Regions from separate parts of the Columba livia genome. Here region 2 is linked to region 1. A link is a contact called in public Hi-C data. All regions are on one chromosome and are shown on one strand. Each heading gives the region's core, a stretch centred on a gene start, on an enhancer-like site or on the middle of the called end of the contact. The rest is flanking DNA. Distances are from core to core; before and after follow the strand shown.

The links. A called contact is a pair of places that touch in the nucleus more often than the background predicts.
Region 2: a contact with region 1 is called in a Hi-C map of liver, with 2.5 times the contacts expected there. The contact joins the enhancer-like site here to the promoter of CENPP in region 1. A contact is called at or near these places in 2 of 2 Hi-C or Micro-C datasets (crop and liver).

What each region holds. Positions count from the first base shown.
Region 1 is chr10:4,681,559-4,689,331 of bColLiv1.pat.W.v2, reverse strand. It overlaps CENPP (centromere protein P), which reads right to left and starts at 3,568. Exons shown (of 9, transcript XM_005508881.4): 1 at 3,023-3,568; 2 at 1,329-1,480; 3 at 370-527; 4 at 1-9. The coding sequence starts at 1,465. It overlaps NOL8 (nucleolar protein 8), which reads left to right and starts at 3,658. Exons shown (of 17, transcript XM_065074501.1): 1 at 3,658-3,864; 2 at 4,367-4,550; 3 at 4,722-4,784; 4 at 5,612-5,690; 5 at 6,191-6,338; 6 at 7,227-7,297; 7 at 7,608-7,773. The coding sequence starts at 4,412.
Region 2 is chr10:4,813,736-4,821,508 of bColLiv1.pat.W.v2, reverse strand. CENPP (centromere protein P) reads right to left here. Exons shown (of 9, transcript XM_005508881.4): 7 at 1,672-1,751; 8 at 56-147. Among named protein-coding and RNA genes, the nearest start is that of ECM2, 23 kb to the right of the region's middle. Within about 2 kb of position 2,693, at least 2 of the 3 cell types and tissues checked have an H3K27ac peak away from gene starts, as active enhancers do.

The DNA.
Region 1 (7,773 bases), core at 2,319-4,818:
TGTTTCTAGCTGTTATAAAATAAAGTAAATAAAACACTTTATTATAATTTTATTCAACAATTATTGTATTTCTTCTATTAGTGATATTTGAAGTACCCACAGATACCACCCATCATATAAATTAAAAAGTCAAGTTAAACTCATTAAAAAAACCCAAACAACTAACTTCACTGTAGTCTTTAACTTTCCCAGTATGCAAAGTACCATATTTACTCAGAAACTACTTTTTCTCTATTGACAATTCTATTGTATTTCAAAATAATTATTTCTGCTAACGTTGAAAGCAGAATTACAACATGCATTTGCAAATGTAACGAACTGAAACAGTATGTTCAGGTTAGCACCAGTAAAGGGCACAAAATTGCTTACTTTTTTCCACTGTTTTCTTGCAATGACTTGTGAACTGAATACCAGTAAATTTCATTAAAAATGAGAGATCTGTTTCTAGACTTTCCAGCTCAGCTTTCAGGTCTGATGGAAATCCATGTCCTCCAGATTGTCTCTGAAATTCTTTCTGGAATGAATTACTAGAATTCAAAAATAAAAATCAAAAGGACAAAAGATCAAGACATAAGAACATGTTTTGTCATCAATACAACAATACCATTAAATAAAAGGCATTTGTAATGGGATCTGATGATTTTCAGAACAAGATCAGCCAGATTTCAGTTACAGCATAATTACTAGGAACAGTAAGCTATTCTAACTTGCATAAATACTTTATGTTCACTGCCAGGCAGACACAGCCTTCATTATTAGCCTTGAGATGCAAGTAGCTATTCTGAGGAACGTACAACAAAAAAGAGCTATGATGCCTTTACTCATCTGAATGGCTTGTTTTTTCTACAGTGTGTACATTTACTATAGAATATCAGTTAAATAGTGGAAATTAAAAGCCCTAACATAGCTCTTCTTTAGCACATAACTAGTCACACCCGTACCTGTTCCCAGTTTTTTAATTAAGTAAATGTGTGGATCTGTTTCACAGTGCATAATGGAAAACACGGCCTTTGCAATCAACTTTGCAGGGCTCACACAGTAAGGCAGCTGTTATGATGCTCTGATCACTCCAACTGCCTTTATTTTGGGGGGGGGAAAGGAAGAGCAAAAAAGCCAAAACCCCCCAAAACACAAACTAGCAACAGAAGGCAGTAAAAAAAAAATATCAACTATTCATGATCTGTAACTTTTTACCACATATAGGTCATGTCCTAAACAAGATCAGCACTTTATGAATAACATAAAGTCCCAACATAGAGGCAAAAGCTTATCCTAAACAATTTTGACAAATAAACAGTATGAATCCAACATATAAAAAAAAGGCATACATTGACATTAATATCTCCTCTTCAGAAAAAGAGACGGATTCTTGTTGGTTAGCTTCATACTTTTCAGTCAATAGCCTAATTTCTTCTTCCAATGACTGGATTTCATCTTTGTAAGCTTGGCAAAGGCTGCTGTCCATTTCTCAGAATTGTTACTACACAAAACAAGAACAGTATATTTCTTAGACCACATAAAAAAAGTAAACCATTTTCCAAATAAATTATTTTTATCCAAGGAATTAATTTAAGAAATGAAAATATGACATTAGGCAATTGTTTCTCCTACCCCCTCTACTTAAAATGACAGTGCTGTTTTATTTTATGACTTCGGAAAACTGAAGAATTGTTACGCACAACTTTTAAATATCCCAGGTAGCTTTGACAAGTACAATAATTAATACCTCTGTAAAAAATTCTCGAGTGTCAAATGCTGCTGTTTGCTACAGAAGATTAACATATAAACCTTAGACCATAGAAAGTCCACTTAGAAAGACACTGGTCTGCAAGTAGAAACCACGAGAGCAGAAAAGTCACGTTTTTCCACAATTCTAAATGTAACAAAGCTTTCTGAGAAACATGATAACTGACAATTTCCTCCAGGAGTGTAACCAGCTATTTTACATTTGCTGTAATAGAAGAACAAGCTGTTCTGCAGGTAGAAGGCAAAGAAACGGAATCCAGCTTTGAGCAATTCACCTGACAATCCACCTGATTAAGTGAGGCACAGCTGTTCCCTGTTACTACTAACACAGTAACATAATATGCCTTTCAAGTAAACAGCAGTAAAGAGTAACAAAGAAAAAAAAGTGTTTTGCAAATAATTCAAAATACATAAACATCAATTTTACAAAATAATAAAATCTGACATTCAGCCTAGACATGGCACATTCAAAGGACAGTGGACAACGTTATGCAGCTCAATACTGATGTATTAACACTTACAACTAGAAAAAAACAAACTAGTTTTACGTGTTTTTAAACAACCCCTACTGTACTTGCAAGATCCACATTAACATGGTTCAATAAAAAGGGATGAAAGGGATAGGGAGGAAATAGACTTTTGTTGGTTAATTTCATAACAACATTCAAAACACATTTTGCAACAGAAACTTATTTAGTGAATAAAGAAAGCACATGCAACTGAAGAATCACTGAGATTGTACCTACTCATGACTTCCTCTGAAATTTTAAAGCAATCTTATGCAACATATGTCAACAAACAAGATCAGCAGGGACAAGAAATAGAAGCTCTCAGCTTTCAATGCACACCATTAGGTTTGCTTGTTTTCATTTGTTTGTTTTTGATCTGGATACACTGCAGGAAGTTTTGGTCATAACACAGAGTACGTAGAGTGCAAAAAACAAACAAACAAAACAACAACAAACATCCACACATGACAATAACCAGAACTCCATCCTAGGTTTTTAGCTAATTCCTCTTTGAACAACTGGCTGTTTTGAAAACAGTAAAAGAGCAGATATTCTGCTTACGGCTGTTTTAACTCAAGTGATTTTTCTAAAATACAGAAGACTCAAAGACTAGTTATAACTCCAAAGACCGTTACCTCCAGAAAAAAGTACCCACACATTCTATTAAATAAAACACCACTTTAACAACAGTCGTTTCTCGTCACTGTAAGCACACACAGACGTATCTATTGATGCATTTATGGTAAATATTTCACATTTCTACGTACCTGCCAGTATACACGCCTATACACTTGCTTTCAAACTGCCACAAGAGCTGTGAAAATCATTCAAGAGTTTGTGAGAAACGAGCTGGTGGGGTTCTGCGTGCCGCTGCTTTCCTTGCACCCTCCAGACCTCACAGGTGACGGCTGGAAACGCCTCAGACGAGCCGCTGCTTCCCAGCTCGTCCCAAAGCACGGGCTGAGACTCACAGGTGCCGGTGATTGCCCGGGCGTCTCGACGCACGCCCAAGGAAAGCAACTGCAGCCCCCTCCGACCCCAGAGCCCCAGCAAGCGGAGGGGTCCCCACAACCCCGACACCCCGAGCCCGGCGCTGAGGGACCGGAGCCGCGCGCTGAGGGGAGAGACGCCGCGCGCGCTCCGCGCCCAGAGGAGGAGCGGCAGCCGCGCTCGCGCCCCGAGCCTTCGAACTGCGCGCCCAACCAGCCCGCTGCGGACCTGGGCGCTACCACACTGCTCCCCGAGCAGAGGGCGCTGGCTGTGCCTTCATTTCCCTCTGGCAAAAAATGAGAACCGCCTTTCTAGCGCTTCTATAAGTCATTATTTGATACTGATATCAAAATCATTATTTTGTTAGATATTTCCTTAATTTTTTTTTCTTTTGCTAACGTCTCGCAGAAACCCCCCTACTTTTTTTCCCGCTTAGTTACGCCCGAACCGTCCGCGGTCACACGACCCAGCCTGTGTGTTCCCCTCACACCTGACCGGTCGGAAACAGGAAGCCGGAGGAGCATCCAGCAGCCACAGGATGCGGAACCCAGGGAGCGCTGTGAAGGGATGCTGGGGGGCGATAAATTGAGTTGCGCTACGGGGCCCGCACATGGAGGAGGTGAGAGAGTGGGGTGTCGCGGGGGCTGTGCGGTGCTGGTTCCCGGGGGTGCTGGTTCCCGGGGGTGCTGGTTCCCGGGGGTGCTCCTGGGCCGTTGGCTGGGTCCTGGGCCTCGCTCTCTCCTAGGAGGCAGCAGCTGCGTCTGGGGTGGCTCGCGCCGCTTTTTCCTCTCCCGCTTTGTTCGCCCCCGTCCCTGTGTCTGTTTCCCCCCTCAGAAAATCCCTAGCGAGCTCATACCTGTAAGAGCTGTTGTCACCGCCGTGCACCCACTCATAGGCTCTGAGGCTTAAAAATAACCCAAAACCTAAACCCTAGTTATGTACAGCAACACTGTTTAGTGGCACTGAGGCAGAGCGCATTATAATAATCCAAAGTAAAGGGGCCTTCTTCCCAAAAAGTTCTTTGTGGAGGATGTATGATGGAATGATTTGTTCTATAATTTAGTATTATGGTTGCATTAATCTGTAGAGTGTGTTAGGGAGCTGTTACTGTTTTCTTACAGCAACACAGAGTGTGTGCTATGGGTGGGACAGTTTGACTCTTCAACATGGAGAAGAAACCGGTCTCAAAACGCTTATACGTTGGAGGGCTTGGCCATACGGTTTCTAAGGCTGAACTGCAAGAAAGATTTGGCGAGTTTGGGGATGTTTTGGATGCAGAGATTATTACCAGAAAAGATGATCAAGGTAACGGTTTTGCATTATCCTTTAAAAGTGGATTGTCTTTCAATGTGTTGTGTGCAATGCTGTGTGCTTTTGCTTCAGAGACCCTTTATTTTCAGGAAATAGCTTAATTTTCAGTTTTAAAGGAAACACTGAAATGACATAGAAGTTAACTGAATGTTTATCATTTATCAGGGAACCCTATGAAAACTTTTGCTTACATCAGTGTCAGCATTTCTGATGCAGATCTTAGAAAGTGTAAGTACTTTTTTTTTTTCTTTAAGCAATTCATGTTTTTGAGCCAAATCAGGATGTGGTCAAGGTAGACCCTCTTTGATTCTGTTGTCATATTAATTTTCTTTAAGCTGCAATTTTATGGAAGGTGGTTTACTGGAGTTTTCAGTAAATAGGTGTAAGAACATTAAGAAGATTAGTTGTGACTGAAATAAGCAATTTATGAGTTTGTTCTAGACCTTTTATGAAAAGATGTAGGAAATGTGCTTTGAACACTTTCATCAGGTCCATAAAACAGTAGAAGTGACTTGACATGAGAGGAAACCTAAAGCAGAGTTTATGTAAAGCATGCTTCTGTTAGAGCAATTTTGTAAATCCCAGAATGGTTGGATTACAAAACTACTGGCAGTGTTATAATACCACCTGTGTATTGTGTAGCAGCAAAATGACAGGTGAAGGTACCTGTACCTGAAGAGAGGGGTTGGTAAGGCGTCATTTTATCCAGGGGATGCTGCCATTAGGAATAGGAAAGCTGAAGTACAGAAGTTCTTATGTAGAGAAGGACCTATCCAACAGTACTGTAAAAAACTTCAGAGTACATGTATCTGAATTTTGAGCTTTGAATTTGAACTGAACCAGACAGACTTGAATGACTCTTTTGAAGTCAGAACTTTAATTTTGGATTAATACCTTTTTGTTTAAGATTTGGATATTAGGCCTTTCAGACATAAACTTCAGTGAGTAATGAAGTGCTAAAGAAACTTTAGTCTGTCTTAGAAGGAGGTGTAGTTAGGTCTAATGTGTATTTTTTTACGTAGAAAATACTCATTTTCCATTTCCTTGTTTTATAGGCATGTCAGTTTTAAATAAATCTAAATGGAAAGGAGGGACACTGCAAATTGAGTTGGCCAAAGAAAGTTTTTTGCACAGGTAAAAATGAATGAACGAATTGTGTTGCTAAAGTTACCCTTTTCTGTTTATCTGATAGCATTCTGGCTGTGCTTTCATCTGCTATGCTCTTATTCTTTGTAGTTTTTGTTTACATTTGTAGACTGTTGATGCATATAAGATATGCAACGTGTTGTGCATCATTATTCCCTTAAAGCAGATGTGTAAAACTCATTTTCACTGGGGGCCATTTCAGCCTCGTGGTTGCCTTCAAAGGGCCAAATGTAATTTTAGGACTGTATAAATGTAACTACAACCGTAAGGCTGATGTGGCCCCCAGTGAAAATGAGTTGGACACCCCTGCCTTAAAGGTAACACATCTGTTAATTTCCTTAAGTCGTGAATGGTTACTGTTCTGTGGGAGAGAATCACAGAATGTCCTGAGTTGGAAGGGGCACAAAAGGATCATTGAGGGTCACTGCCAGCTCTAATTTAGCACACATGTAGACCTTTTTTCACATATGATGTACTTTTTTGTACAGGCTCACCGTGGAGAGGGAGGAGGCAAAGCTGCAGAAAGAAAAGCCACCAAGAAATGACAAAACATGTCTGTTAGACTCACTGAAAAAAGCTGGAGTTGTAGACTTTCACATGAAAGCAGTACCAGGTACAGAGGTGCCAGACCATAAGGTATGGTGGGGTAGGTGGACAGAGAATTAAATCAAAAGCCAGAATCAGGCACAAGCTTATTACAGCTAAATTTATGTCAAATCTGTACTTTTATTAAGTGTGATAGTGCAACTCGTGTAAAGTAGTGTAAAAAATACCTGATGTGTAGACATGTGGAATGTTCCTGTCCTTCTTTGTGATGACTAAAAATGGTACTGTCCTCTCTGTCATGTTAAATTAGTAAGTGCTTTGTTACTCATCTACATCGGGAATATCTTTGTGTCACCCTTAAAAGCATGTAAGGAGAATGTGTCTTATTTTTATACAGCATATACCTTTTTGATGGCTGGGTTGTCAGGAACTAATCTCTGTGCTTCAGCACATTCAAGATATTAGGGTCTACACATGCTTATAAAGTAAGATTTAGAATAAAATCAGCTAACGTGAATTTAGGCAAGAAAAAATACATTTACTGCAAAGTTTTCAAAATCGTTTGTGAGGCACAATATGGTTTTGGAGAGTGTGTGGGGATTTTTGATTTATTTTTTTTTTTTAGTGTGAAAGGGGAAAAGAGCAAAAGAACAATGATCCTGTCTGCATAGTTATCACTGCTCATTCCTAAACCAGAACCCTCATGTTAAAAATAGTGCTTGTAAAGAAATTCGGTTCTTTATTGTCACTTTTTACTTGCAGGTTGTAAAAATTTGGTTGGTTGGTTTTGGTTTGTTCTTTTTTTGAGAAGGAAGCTAAGTTGCACATTACAAATATATCTCATTTAAGAGTAAACAAAAAAAAAAGTTAGAGATGGTTCCTTACTAATGTTTCTGTTATCAAAGAGTATACATCTTGGTTTATTCTAGGGTTACTTCCATTCCTTTTTTAACACTGATTGTTTTTCCTTCCTTTTAGAAATGGATTGTTGGTAAATTCGGTCGAGTCTTGCCTGTCCTGCACCTTAGGAGTCAACAAAAAAATAAAATATCCTTTTCCTATTGCTTGGGCAAAAGCACAACTCCCTTTTTTCTTTCGTTATATGGGGAAACATTTGCTTAACAGTCTTTAATACTGAGCACTATGTCACACTTGATTTACTGAATCCCTTAAGTAAATCTTGCAGTAAGTTTGTGTGATCTGAAGAATTTTTTTAGACTGCAAGTCAGTTGCTTAAAGGCTGATGATGTTGAAAAGGACCCTTTGTTGTCCTTTCATGTAGAATTTAGCCTCTTCATAAAGACTGGAAGGATTGCTGAAAGAATTGTGTTGTTTTAATTCCTTAACTCAGACTAACATTGTGAAGTACGACCCATCGAAATACTGCCATAACCTTAGGAAGCTGGAGCAAGACTTGACAGATGTGGTTCCTATATCCAAGCTTACTTGGCACTTGGAAGGGAGAGATGACAGCATAAACAAGAAGCGGCAAGGAGAGCTCCCTGTAACTGAGAAGCCACCTAAA
Region 2 (7,773 bases), core at 1,444-3,943, 130 kb before region 1:
GGACAGGCATTGTACTTGAAAGCTCAGAAAGGGGCTCTGGAGTAAATGACGTTACCTTGCTCTGGTACTTTGGTCAGCAGGTCCAGAACAGGTGTAGTTCTCCCTTCTTCATCCAGATGTATCTTCCAAACAATCATTAATTCAAACCTGTATCATGTATACAGACAAGCTAGGTGAGTGTTAACAAGGCAACTGTCTTTAAGGTTTCTTCGAAGCGGAAAGTACAGTATTGAGGAGGCTCACACTCATTACGCTCTTAAACAGAATTCACCTCAGGTAATGCAAATTGCCCATCTCTCTGTTTGGAAATCAGAAATACTCATGTTTTGAACCAAGGAAAACTGCTCATCTCCTGCCAAGGAAAGGTTATTGAAAATTTGAACATAGCTGGAAATGAAGCAACCTCGAGGATTTTTTCCCCCCGGTTCTTGTATTTGTCTCGTGAATAGTAGGGTTTTTGGAGCAGTGAGAAAAAGACAGAAAATGAGAGACTGATTTTTCCCTTCCTCCTGGCCCCTTATGTGACGTCTGCACCTGGGGTCAGCTATTGTGCCAGGTACAGAAGAAAACTGATTCAGAAGTAGTGATGTTTTGGGTTTGGAATAAGATTCACCCCAATATTGTTCATGGGCTTCTTAGGATAACACACAGGGATAAATACATCCATGGCCTAGATTGCTGCATTTGTTTGCTTTAATTTTTTTAAAAATAACCATCCTGAGTTCATTCAAAGCTGCTGGGCACAGGAACCCATCACTGCTCGGGAAATGATTTTTAAATTCTTGTATTTTATGATGGTGGGTGAGAGGCAACGTGTAATGGAACATGACACCTGTCAACATGAAGAGAAACTACGAAATAAAGCAGCTTGTTTTCTGTGATGGTCTAACAACAAGTCATTTCAGCAACCCAGAGCATTTAGTTTTAAACGGCAGACTTGGCTAAACTGAGACAACACTATCTATTATGGTTTATTTGGTAGTTCCAAATACGACAGAGGGAGCTATGCTTTATTTCTAGTTATTTCCATATAAATTAAAGCATGTTATAGCAAAGATGTCATAGGAGAAGGGAACAATCTGATCCCTTCACAAAATAGCTACTTTTCCTGGCCCTTACAGAATTCCTGACAGTGATAATAATATTGTCTTACATGCTACTTCAAGGAATTTTCTTCTCTGTTTAGAAGCCCAAACCTGCCAGAAGGTGTCCGGCAGGGAGCCCAAACCACTCCAGCATGTCTGATAGAGCAATAACAATAAATGGCAGTGCAATTATCTCCTCTCTCATCTGATTTTCTTCTAAAACAATGGAAAAATTCAGCTACAGTTGCTTTCAGTAACACGGTAACTGTGATTTTCTTTGTGTTCTTTAATGCAAGGAAGAGCAGAGAGCAGCAGCGCTGGGTGAGCATGAGCTGTCGCAGGGACGGCCGCGCTGGCCTGGCCTGACAGGGGGACTTGGACATATACTTTTGTAATTTAAAATTCTTCCTCCTCCTAGTGTTCCTCATGTGTGGTTATAGCCCTAAAACGTAACATAGATCATCTGATCCCTGCGTTTAGAGGCATTACAAAGCAAAGAGTGACGATGTTCAAGCAGACTGATTACGTATAAATTGTCAATATGCCTTTCACAATCATAAATCGATAAATGTATTTATTGGCTTACCCGGACACTTTGGGGTTCCTCAGGATTATATAATCTCCCCACAGTCCATCCGGAAGGGCCACAATGTCTGGATATTTGGCCTGTGAATAAACAAGTTCAAAAGGATACAAATTAGGTCAGAAAAATCAGAGTAGACAAGGTGGTTCTTGCCCATTGCATTGCAGTGGATTTTAATATGCTGCCACTCTTAGCTTCCATTTGTAATAGTTAAGAGTAACAATATGAATAGTTTAAAATTCTGCTCTTACAAATAAAGTTTTGATGGTTTGAGTTTTTGTTTTGTTTTCTTTTTTTAGTATCATTCGTGTGGTATCAAGAGATAATAAATTGGGTCACCTCAGAGGAGAAAACAGTATCACACACTTGTTAGGGATCCTTGTGCAAGATCTAGAAAACCTTGAAAGAATATTTTTAACCAAGCTCTGTTAATTTGATTTAATAGCACGTTATAATACATCACCTGTCACGTCCCCCTCCCCCTTAGTTTAAACAACCTTACTAGTACACTGTTTTGATATTCCTTTGAGAAAGAGCATCACCCAGTTCCACACAGCGTAAGGGCATAAGGGCAACCAGATGCCAAAACAACCACTATTATCACAATATAACGGGACAATGGAAACATGATAAAACACACTAAGCTACTGACTACTACTAAATTCCACATTAATGGGAGTTAGAGCTATTTTGAATTACTCCAGTGTACAACAATTGATCAGATTATCATTCCATCACTTGGTTAGTGCATCTAATATTTTACAGCCTCCAATATGTATATATTTAATTACCTAAGACACAGAACTTCTGCTATAATTATTTTAAAAGTGCATAAAAGCAGAATAGTAGCTATGTGTGGATCCTTGAGAAGTTTTGCAGCATATCTGGTGACAGGTTACTCGGCGTATGAGATGCATATACATCAACACACAGAGAGAACACGATTCCTGCACCCTGCAGGGATGTGCTGTTGCAAAAGAAAACAGAGTCCAGACACAGCTGGTTGTTGTGAAGACTTTAACACTATTACTTGCTTGTGCTGTCTTATGTACAGGTTACAAAGCCCTGTTCCAAAATTTGCAGTTTATAAAGTGTGAAAAGGCTGTCACAGCCTAAATGGTTCTGCAGCGCTCACGGGGCAAGCGGTAAGTCTTACGGAAAAGGAGCAGGAGAGCTCGTCTCCGAAAAGCACTGGAGAAAATGAGTTGGGTTTTACAGGATTACGCCTCATCTGGCAGACTGAAATTGCTACCAGATGTGACCTTGCTCTGGGGTTTAGGAATTTATGACAAACTAAAAGGGGTTTGTGCAGAATGCCAAATGACATAGAACACATGGAATTTGCCAGTTTTAACGTCTACCAAGTATCTAGTAGCGCATTTACCATGGGGATAAAGACCATGCTCTGTCCTGGGAACAAAGACACATAAGGGGCAACAAAGCGTGCGGCAGATACAGCATGAAAACGTGGCCGATGCGAGGTCAGTCGCCCAGCAGAACAGTGACCTTTCTTCAGCTCTACTACCTGTGCAATTACGCTTCTCTGATGATAAAATAAAACAAGTTTTTCAGGCTTTCCATCTCAAGAACCCACATCTTTGATATTCATTACATACCTTCATTTGTTTGATATCATAGGTCTTGGAGCATCTAGCGACCTCTTTAGGTCCAAGTTGCAAATACTAGACATTTAGGATTATATCTGGTGAACTCAACTCAAAGTTCGTTGTTTACAAGAGATCCCAAGTATACCACAGCTAAACACCAACTCATGTTGTGTCTTCACATGACCATACCGAGGCCTTTGGGAGTCACAAGAGAAAACAGATCAGAGGCAGCAGATAAGAGTTCCAATTGTCAAACCGCTGTAAAATGCACCCATGACTTGTTTGGGAGTTCCTGCGCAGCTGCCATAACCAATGCGTTTACCCCCACCTAGCGGGTGGTATTTTATGTTGCACAGAAACCAGAGGTATCGCAAGGAAATCTCAAAGTTGTGTTTTTCTGTTGTCTAAAAGCTCCTCTGTACCCAGGAGAGACTGCACTGGTGAGTTCTGCACACAGCAAGCGGTTATTCTTTGCCTCAAAGGCGTGCCAGGGGTTCTGACATCTGTCTGAATGCTGAGAGAATCTGATCTTGTGTGAAATTCACAGGGTTTGGGATAAAATCCAGGAAAGATGATACTTTAGCAATGTGCAAAACACACAAAAAGCCAAAGCGCAAATACCTGCACGTCTCGTCAGGCGCGTTACAGGCCAGAGCTGTGGCTGTACTGGTGTCACACAGCAGCACGAGGGGGCGACCGTCCCGCAGCCCGGGGTGACTCCTGACAGCCACCCTGCAGAGGCAGGGAGCAAACCTGCCGCACCCAGGGGTAAGCAAGTGATGTTAAACACTGACAGTTCCGGGAACAAGCCCCAGGATCTACCTTTCATATTCCACATATAAAGCCTGACATCTGTATCCCACAGGTAAAACGTGGGGATCTGGCACGTAGATGAACACCAGGCACACCTTGTGTACCAGCTGCAATAGTTCTGACCGAACTGTAACTCCAAATACACTTTGTGGGTACCGGGTTATCACCTCATATTCTCTGCTGTGCAACTTTTCTAAATTTTCCCTGAGGAAAAGCAAAGTGGAGCAATAAGTGGGTAACAGGACGGCCTGATCCACCAAAGGGTCCCTCGGGACAGTCAGGGACTCCCGTGGGATGTCATGAGGTGGGCACCAGGCAGCTGGAAGATGACACCTCGAGTAGTGCGATACCAGATGGGAAAGATCAGCTACAACTGCATTAAGCAAAAACTGACTTTAATAAAGAAATATTTTTCCTCAGATGACTTTTAAATGTCGGTTTATGATCAAAACCAAAAGCTCATGCTATTATTACTTCTGGACGGAAATAGCTTTTCCAGCTCCTTCAGGAGTCCAAGCAAGGAATCTGATGGGAACTTTTGTCTAAAACAGAAATAGCCTCAACTCACCACGGGACAGCTATCGGGATGGAATACTCTGCCTGCCCTTTCTCCCTTGACAGATTTTACAGATACACAGAGGCATGTGAGTGAATAAACTTGTAGTATCTATTTTAAAACAAAATATACTATTCTTCAGCTGTTTTAAATCACATTGCAATATTCTGCAACCTAAAACTCTTCTAAGGAAAGTGTTTTAAGTCATTCAGCTTAAGCACCACGACTAAGAATGCAAAATTGGAAGGCAGAAGCTAAGCTGAAAGCAGACAAACTTACTTCTAACCCACTTACCCAGAAAATATGCTGCTCTGCTCTTAGATGGAACAATAGATCACACTTACTACTAATTCTGAACTTGGCATTCTGTTAGAAGGGCTGTATATAAAGAGCACTGTGCAAGTCATGCTACTACTAGTTGCTCTGCAAATGTAAACTACTTCCAAAGTTACCAAAGATGCTCCATTTAGGCTCTGATTTGGGGTGAATTATGTGTGTTTTGCTCAGCTAAGGCCACAGTATCATCCACTGATGTCACATACATGGTACCATCAAGACCTTAAATAACAACATAACTGTAACTTCAGGAATTAAAATACAAACTATTTGCGAAAATTATTAAAATTCTAGATACTGTAGAATACCAATAACAACATGATTAGATTCCAGAAGCATCAAACAAGCTCCCAGCCTGCTGCCCACTGCAAAAATTTCTGTCAATCCTATAAGTAGCCACCAAATGGGAAACAATGCTGGTGAGCGGAGGGGACTCTGAACCCACAGCCTCGGCCGCCGGGTTAGCAGCAGCTGGGTTGTGAAATTACAGTCTAACTCAAATAACAACAAAAGGAATGATTTTACTATTACCGTGATCACATAGATACTTAAAACCAGCAATCACCAAGCTACAAAACAGAAGTGCAGCAATTACATTTTTAGAAATTAGTTTGTATTTCTTCTTCTACTAAGCCTTCTGCCAGCCCAGAAAAATACAGTTCAATCTATGAGATCTGGCCCTACAATCTATCTGTCCTTAGTGCACATTGCACTCAGTTCACCAAGAATTTTTATCCTCAAGTCACAAACTATGTTAATCTGTCACGAACTGAACATCACATATACATTCACATTGCACATAAATTTTCAATTATCTTTCTGGAAATGTCATTTAAGTTGATGAGTTTCATTTTTAGGTATCGGGCAATAAATTTGTTAATGCATTTCAATTAAGTAAAATATTTTGTACTGTAACACAGCTGTCACCAACATGAACATGTAACAAGGATTTTCACTTTCCTGTATTTTTAAAGCACAGTGGCAAGCCCTAAATCAGTGAAGAATCTCTCCAAAAGATTTAACTTTCCTTGTCTCAACAGGCACCTCAGTTTTCAACAGACAAGACAAAACAGTCTGCCAATACAATGTAACTGAGAAATGAAAGAAAAGAAACACCCTATTTTTTGCTCTTCCCTTCCTCTCCACTGCCCGACTGGGCAAGAGCAGCTCTGTATAAACCCGTGTACACAAAACATCTCAATACAAGGATAAATGAAAAACCTACACAGCCATGGTTTTGAGAGGGTTTCTATCTCAAAGTTGAATTTTTTGAGACTTCTTTTGAATTGAAAATCAACAGGCAAAGTTTGGAACCTTCAGAATACCCCGGGAGACGAGGAACCCATTGCCTGCAGATGCTGCAAGTTCGTCACATGCTGAAGTTGATGTTCTTTATGTAAAAGGTTTTGCTGTACAATGGCAGCGTTTGTGTATTTTTAATGGAATACTGTAAACACTACCAGTATCATTAAACATTACACTCAAAGCCTGACAGGTCTGCAGTTCCACTATGGGAAGCGCATTCAGCAAAAGCCTTTCAGTCTGATCAACTGGAACCCCTGAGTCACAAAGACAAATGATTCACAAAGGGAAAATTCCAACAGAAAGACATTTTGTTTTCAATATGCCACATGTTAAATTGGATTTCATCTCACATTTCATTTAAAGGCGCTTCTAAAAAGTATGAAAAGAAAGAAGCACAGTAATGATAATTTAAATGTATGAACGTAATGAGCAAATCTCTACTATGTCTCCTTAGGGATTTGTTTAGTATCCACCAAACAGAAATATTAGACAAATAGGAGTGATACAAATATTTCATTTCTTACAAAGAAACCCAGTGTTATGACTGTCACAATTAATTAAATGATTCCACTGTTACAAATACAAAGTCAGCTATGGGCAAACAGCACCCTCCACTGCTTTAAACCTGGCCAAAGAAGAACACCAGTCCATTAAATAACTACCCAACAGCAACATAAATTATTACATTATCGTTAAATTGACTAGCTTTGTCTGCCAAGATTTGTTCTTGTATATGTAAAACTGATGCAGATGTAAAGTGAATGAATTTCCTCTTATTTTTGAGAAGCATCAGTTGCACAGGTAAAATTAGACCTGTAAAATATCAAAACAACAATCAGTATAGAACACACTTGGAGAACTTACTTGGAGAGAACTACTTAGAATTTACTTTCATCTGATATACCTCAGAATCTGAGTATGTTTATCTTACAGGCTGACATGGTTAAATCTTTGTTTATTCAGCAGCTTAATACTGGAAACAAAGGTCCCTTGGAGCTACTGGGGTATTTGCAAGGCTTAAACATTTACATTTTGAAGGAAAAAACACTATCCCATGCCATGTATTTTTGGTTGAAGAAGAAATCATTTTTTATATGCCAGTTCACATTCTCTTTGGTATGTTTTTGTGGAAACAAATTCTGTATTTTCTAAAATCCGTACTTGGTATGTGGTCTATTGATTATATTACACTTAAACTTTTACACATGGACTTTTCCCTTACAATATGTCATGTGCCAATGGGACAGGAATTAGAAGATGCGGCGAATCCTCAATGCAAGGTTTTACCCTTGTACAGCCATTTACTGTGTGTATGTACAGGTAGGATGCACAGTTTTAAACTGGTTTTGGGTTTTTGTGTGTGTGGTTTGTTTTCAATTAATTCTATGACAGCAATAGAGCAACATTCAGAAAGCGATTTTATCCAGTTCTGTTTGGAGCAGTGCTGTGGCTGTTCCCAAACTCAGAGCAATGCAGAACTGGGAGCTC